Regions from separate parts of the Drosophila melanogaster genome. Here region 2 is linked to region 1. Evidence: chromatin contacts called from public Hi-C data. All regions are on one chromosome and are shown on one strand. The core of a region is the stretch at or near the end of the contact, and the rest is flanking DNA. Distances in the headings are between cores, read along the strand shown. Region 1 holds the start of CG31121. Region 2 holds the start of lncRNA:CR34006 (long non-coding RNA:CR34006).

Region 1 (3,681 bases), core at 852-3,351:
TTAACATTGAAGGGAAAATCGAAACTTACATAAAGATATGGTAGTCAAAATTCCACAACCGTACGACAGCCCCAAAATATTAAGGATCATGCCGTTTTTTGTAAAGAATCCATGTGAATCGTCCTAGAAAATTATATTAAAAAATGCTTAAAATGTATAAAAAATTAAGTTTCTTACCCCGACATCTGTGTAAAATGCCCATAGGATGCTTAAAGCCAATGGAAGAAGCAAAAGGCGCAGAAATAGTGTCTTCATACCAACGAGTCCACAGGAGAAGGTTGATGCTAATAGTTTCCTAAAAACGAAGTCAAGAATTTTATCATATTTGAAAAAAAAGAAGTAAGTTTAACTTACAGATACAGCATAACCCAAACTTTGAGCTCTCCAGGCTTTCCATAGGCCAGAGGCACTTTCCCAGAACCCATGTTGTTTAGAGGGGCATCCGAGATCGGTGTTTCCCGAGAGAAACGTTCCACCAGCGCCTCGATCTGCTGGCTAGACTCCAGGAATCGATCCCGACTGCGACGATCCACAGTGGACAGGCAGAGATAGTACATCAAGGGATTCTCGAGCTGTGGACAAGGGAATCCGATGCCATGAAAGTACTCCAGCATGGCACGAGTGCCTCCTGAATAGACCACTCCGCCCAGGCAGAGGAATAGGGCTCTATCCAGGAATGGGAACACATCGGAGCGAGGTTTCTCCAGCGACAGAAGAATTCCACAGCCCGTCTTCTTGGCCGTGTTGGACAAAATGGATATCAGCAGATAGGCACTCAAGGGATCGAGGCCATGGGTCGGCTCATCCAGCAATAGCATGACTAAAATAACATTTTTGTTATTTAAGGAATCTTTGTGATATATTCATCATTTTACCAGGATCTCTGACCAACTGTATTCCAATAGCCAGACGCCGTGCCTCACTGATATTAAGATACTCCACTCTCTTATGCGCCACTTGGGAAAGGGCCAAATCCGCCAGCACTTGGCGCACTTTGGAACTCTTCAGATAGCCACTCAACTAAGAAGGGTTTGGGTATTAACACAGTCAGTTATTACTTAAAATCTCTTCATATTCATTATTTTATACAAATACTCACTATAGTGGGGGTATAGTGTAGTGTTTGGGCCACCGTTAGACCAGGAACAAAGGTGCAGGATTGGGTGACATAGCCACATCTCTGTTGGAACAATGCCTTGGAGAGCGGAGATCCATTGAGTAGCACCTGACCACGAGTTGCTCCATCGGCACGTCTAGAAATAACATCTAAAAGAGCTCTCTTGCCGCTACCTAAAGTTGGTAAAATGATTATTATTATTTTGTTTTAACAAAATGTAAATTAAAAATATACCCTTCGAGCCCAGAATGGCCATAACCTCGCCGCTGTGCACGGTTAGATTGACGCCTTTGAGCACCAGGGCCGAATTGCCGGCTCCATTGAAACAGCCACCACCATCCACCTGTTGTTCAGGCCAAAAAGAAAACAATAAAGGTTTAATAGCAGGGGGTTTTCACGAGTCTAAAGAGAACGTACCTCGGTGGTGTGGAAAATGTTGTGGGCTTCCAGTACGTAGTCGCTGCCGATCATTTTCATAGCCACCGCTGGGAGAGCCGCTTTTGTTTGTTTATACTTCTCGTGCTCTTTGGGCCGAAAACACTCTGTTCGTAACTCAAGAGTGGTTTGTTAGGAGCTGATTTTCAGTTCCAGGGAGGGAAGAGAGAATATCAAGAGTGTAAAAGTGAGATTGAGATGTAGAGATACTTGATTATAAATTGGTATTTGGCTAAAACTGAAAACTAAAATTTTACACAATAAACAATTAGGAAAAATCCAACACATATTTTTTCAAAAAACTTTAATACATATTTTATATGATATTTTAGATGCTTTATTAAAATATTCTTCGGTAGTCACTTACCTCCGCGAACACGTCCTCACCAACTGAGCGCTCTGTTCCAACTGAACTGAAACTGTTGCTTGCCATTCCAATTGGCATGGCTTGAACCGCTCCGCTCCGCCTGGAAAGCGGCTCTCTCCGGCCAACTCGCTTCCAGGCGAAGCAAGCGGGCTAAGATGGCGGCCGAGGCCAAGTTCAGATCAGTTCGCTGCGAGCCGAGCTCCGAGAGAGTTGCCTCCACCGATCCGCGGTTCGCGTCGATTCGATTTTTTTCTGGCGGCCCCCTAACACACAGTTCCCAGAAGAAAATTACAAAAAAAAAATATGAAAACACATAAAACGCATTTGGAAATCTAATTGAAATATTCACGGCTTAACGGGCTATAATATACACACATATATCTGTGCAAAGGCGAATATTTTTTAATGACCACCGGGAAGTGCATGCAAATGTGGTTATTTGTTGACTCGCGGAATATCCAATAGATACAAAAAAAAAAAAAAAATAAAAAAAGGAAAAAGTGGCCAATATCCAAGTGACGTGAGTGTGTGTGTGAGCAGTGTCTATATGGTCTATATAAAATATGCAGACATCGGTGTAGCCAGCAGATCGACATTGTAATGTAAGTGTTTTGCCCAAGTTATGAATGAGTGTCACCGAGCGGCTAATTAGAGTCCAACTGGCCAACTGGTATTTACTGTTAATTGTATTAGGCCAACGGCAGCACTTGCCACCTCGAACCAAATGAAACCGACGAGTATCCACCACGGTCCACGTTCCATTCCTTTGGGTATAATACTAATACCTTCTGGTTCTTCTGTTTTTTTGTACTCCCCCCCTCTTCTGTTCTTCTGTTCTGTTCTGTTCTGCTCGCGCGGTCGTCACCATCGCAGGTCAAAGATCCCGCGAGCGGGTTTTGTCTAGCAAATGTATCTTAGCCCACACTCCATCCACCACTGCCACTGCTGGCACTTCTTTGCCGCTCTCCCTGCGCTCAGCGCCCTGCAGAGCCCAAGCGATCCAAAGTGGAAGTCCAACTCGATGCCAAAACCAGAACCCAAGTGCCAGCCAAAGCCGGAGTCGCTCAAACAGCCAAGTGCCTGCTGCTCAACTCAACTCCACTCGGCTCGGTTTGTCTTGTCTTTTATTTTCTCTGCAGCTCACTGCTCCGCTGCACAGGAAAAAAAGCGAGATAATAAATCTAATATACAAGCAATATATCATATTTTAAATATTTATGTTTTGTTTCATCAAATGGCTTCATTTCATGTTTCAGCTAATGGCTATAGCATTAGTATAGTGTAAAAAGATATATCCTTGTTGCAAATTGAATAAAACAAATTTATTTAATTATTTAGTAAACTGTTTCATTCAAAATATTTGATATTTTGTTTTTTAATAGTTCAAATTATATTTCCAACATTTTTATATCACATATCATTATGTAGTATTTCTCGCTGTGTGCCAGTGTGTATCTCACAGATACAAGTTTCAGTTTGTTTGTTTGTTTGGCCGGCTGTCTTTGCCTTTGCCATTGCCTCTTTGCGGAGCTGGGTTCTTAGCTCTCCGGGGATCGCTGGTTGTTTGCTCTACCCGCAGATGCTAGCATCGTCTTGGTCTGGTCATTTCCTCGTAAAAACTGCCTTAAACTTACGATCGAGCACTATAGCCATTATTTGTTTTTATGTTTATACTTTAAGCACATAAATAACTTTTTATGCGCCTTAGAATAGTTTGCATAGCTTATGGGTTCTTTTTTTTTGCAATAACGCAAAAGACTTT
Region 2 (3,681 bases), core at 776-3,275, 2.3 Mb before region 1:
GAAGTTCAATGATTTTCTGGACCAAATTCCAATTTGTGCTCGAATTTTAATCAAGACTTTATTATACAACTTTATGCCCCTTCGCAAGGCGTGAAAATTTAATTTGTACATTGCAAAGAATTCGTTTCTAAAAAGAATAATTTCTTTCCCTAAATTATTTTTAAAATTTCCTAAAAGAATTTAGTTTTTTAATGACTTTTTTTCAAAATTGGATCGATTTGCGAAACTTTCCAAAGACTTGAGCGAGTATACTGTTATTAGTGTGTAAAGAAAACGACGCCTCTCATTAGTTTTTTTTTTTTAATCCAAAACCCAATATCTGTGACCCGAATTTCGCAGCTTAAAAACCGGAATTAAGTTCCAATCAAATGCAAATGCTCTGAGCAAAATGTGAACAACGAGTCCGAAAAGCAGGGAAAATCTCGAAAATTGCAGAGCTAAAGCCAACGGGCCACGCCCCCTTAAAGCCGAGCTTCCTCATTTCACATAAGTCAAACAAAATGCGCCCTTTTGCCCAGCGACTTCGCCTCCAGATTATGGCTACCCTTATTAAGGCCGCATAAACCCAAATTAAATTGTCGAATTAAGGCAACATTTAACGGCGGACCACGAACACAGCGAAACAAGTTATAAATTTAAATTAAAACATATACAATAAAATGTAAATCTCGCGAAATAATAAACGTCTGCGCGGCGACTCTAAATGATGTAAAGCCCGCACATTTATAAGATGTTGGCTAAATGTACATATAATGCGTCGCGGATCAACATGGCCACAATTTGCCGCTCTTGTTGTTGCCACAAATTATATGGCTTGGCCGAAACTTTGCGAATTATGTATGTACGCGGCTCGTGTACAGTGAAATATGAATTACACGCACCGCGGCGCGGGAATCGAAGGCTCGAGGAATCTTGGTCGGCCAGAAATTAAGTTAAAAATAAAACTCAAGTTGAAGACCAACTCGAAAGGTAACAAAAAAACATGCAGGCCACAACTACTGTAGGTAAACACAAGCGCACAAACAATAACAAAAACACCGGCCAGCAACATCCAAAAAATTTACAAGTCACTGCCACTCACACATGCAGCTACATATAGCCATGTAGCCATATATCCATATATCCATACACCCATATAGCCACATGGACATTTGGACATTTGGACGTGGTGGGGCAGGGCTGCAGAGCAAGTTGGCGTTCGGATAAGAAGAAGACAACCGGGAAGGAGTATAAAAAATCAAATTAAACTTCTTACAGATCCCGCTCGGCTCTTTGAGAAAACATAAAGCTCCCAAAGTCCGAGAACCAGAGCATAGTAAACACAAAAACACAAAAACACCCAGCAAAACACACGTGAGGTATAAAAGCGGGGCTTCATCGGATCTAGAGATGAGTTCGTGAGGTTCTGCCCATAGGAAAGCCCTTTTAAATGGATAATTACTTTCATATATAACATAGGTAGATACACACTTATAGTTTACTAATCGAATGTTTATAATTAATAATTAATGAAGCTCGATTTGCACAGCAGTGGAAATAGCTAGTTCGTGTTTTAAGTCTTTTGATTTCGACCTGAAAAACAGAATTAGCTCATATTATTTTTAGGATTCATCGGTTCTAGAGGTTCGTGATGAATGCCCCTTAAATGGATCATTACATTCATATATACAACTTAAGTATATAAAATAAATCGGAAATTAATAGTTTTCTGATCAAATGTTTATTACAACTTAAAACTTAATGATAATCGCGTTAACTTGGCAGCACCTAAATGGGAGCTAAGCGGAAGCTTGTAAATAAAATATTAATGCCCCGAACCAATGGCAAAGTGCCGGGTAATATTAATAAATTCCCATGTGGTCGCCACACATTTTATTGTAATATTTCCTATGCCGTTTCCAAGGTGTCATTCACGCTGTCATCCCCATTCGGAGCCCCAGCAAGGCGCATAATCCAAAGAACCCAAAAGGGGCTCCAAAGAAACATTTGTGAGTCGAGCAAATAACACTTTATTTCATTCATTTAACAGGTTTCATTTATGAGCGGCCAACAACACCAACGGGCAGTCCGTCAGTCAGTCAGTCAGCCTCCGATTCCGAATCCGACTTCTCCTCCAACTCCACCATCCCCACCATCCCCACCTCCAGCTTCCATAGCATTTCCAAACGCCAAACTCCACTTGGCGGCCCAGTGGTCAGCGCAATTCAGCCCGACTGCTGCAGCCCAAGTTGGCGATGGAGCTCGGAGTCAGTGCCAGACTAGGTAATGTTCCCACGAAACAGGTTGTGGGTCCACCTCAGCTCAGATCAGCTCGGCGGTCCGCGGTCCTGCAACGTCGGAACCCGGGGCAGCGGCTCGAGCTCGAGCTGAAGTGTTGCGCCTTCGTGCATGGCCGAGAGCTATGGGCCACCGCCACTCTGGCGTTGAACGGACTGAGCTCGGGCTCGCTTCTTTTAGTTCGATGGGTACGTCTGCAGCAAAGGGTATGCTATGCCTCATCTTATAAATGAAACTATGTGCAACAGAAAATATACTGAAAATACATATTACTTATTAATTTAAGGTATATAAATGAAGTCTAAAAGTAAAGTAGGACCTTACACAGTGTTAGGAATTCTATATCATCAAACAATTAATTTTGGAAAATCATTTAAGTTACTGGCAGTCATGAGTATCCACATGTCCAGACCATCTTGTCATAATTCTTACCACTTTTTTATTTACAGCTATGTGCGAGCCGGGCCCAGTCGAGTATATGGCCATGGGCAAGGCAATGCAAGCCGAGCGGAGTCAGGGCTGCCTCTGCCTCTGAACTGCATCTGAACTGGCGGGGTAGCTGCAACTGCAACTGGAAGTTGGTAGCAGCACCTGGGGCTGGGTTTTTGGCCAGGTACGCCACTCGCACTTACTGCCAATGGCAGCGGCAAATCAAAATCTGTGCACAATTATGGCCTACACATCTGGTCAGAAAGCCAGCCAGATAGCCAGCTAGCCAGGTCGGAATGGAATGGAATGGATCGGGTACGGCGGTGCTCGTGCTCCTCATAAATATTTAACGAGTTTCATTTTTAGCCAGCATTGTCTGCGGCATTTGCAGCACTCGAGTGGCCATTAGAAGATGTGGACGCAGACGCCTCATGAGCTCCCAATTAGTGTTGGATTACATATTTGTAGCCCGATCCTGCGGCATTGTAACCAAATTGGAACATATAAATTATGGACAAATTCGGAAAGCCGGCAAGCCGAGCCGGATAAATTGAGCGCATTAGAGCGAGAGGCTTCGTTTGGTGGATTATCAGAATTATAAGTTCATTTAAAGCATTCAAATTGGAAATTAAATCGCAATGAATCATCACAAAACGCTGTTCGATTTAACGCCCCGGAATTGTTGTGAATAAACGAGATATTTCATCCATGGAATGGCTGGCGCACATTGTTAGCAAACAAATTTCATTGTGGTTACCTGGGAAACCTATTTGTTGTGCCCAAATAACTCCGGCGCAATCCATCAAATAAGAAAGGGGCTACGAGGAGCAGCGGGTTGTCCGTCCCTCGAATCCCTCGGATGCCTCGAAATCCACCGAAAATCCCGCTGCTGGCCCATTAATTTATTGTTGTTATTACGGTGTGCTGGTAATCAACACGTTCCTTCGATGACCTTGCACTATACAACCATCGATC

What was found. A called contact is a pair of places that touch in the nucleus more often than the background predicts.
Region 2: a Hi-C map of the Kc167 cell line shows a contact between it and region 1, with 1.6 times the contacts expected there. A contact is called at or near these places in 4 of 107 Hi-C or Micro-C datasets (the Kc167 cell line, brain, embryo and 1 more).

Annotation. Positions count from the first base shown.
Region 1 is chr3R:24,893,025-24,896,705 of dm6, reverse strand. CG31121 reads left to right here and starts at 2,101. Exons shown (of 8, transcript NM_170179.2): 1 at 2,101-2,521. It overlaps CG11069, which reads right to left and starts at 1,964. Exons shown (of 12, transcript NM_143050.2): 1 at 1,920-1,964; 2 at 1,535-1,691; 3 at 1,352-1,460; 4 at 1,100-1,290; 5 at 876-1,020; 6 at 355-820; 7 at 178-295; 8 at 30-123. The coding sequence starts at 1,594.
Region 2 is chr3R:27,216,528-27,220,208 of dm6, reverse strand. It overlaps lncRNA:CR34006 (long non-coding RNA:CR34006), which reads left to right and starts at 2,025. Exons shown (of 3, transcript NR_125276.1): 1 at 2,025-2,483; 2 at 2,727-3,021; 3 at 3,073-3,681.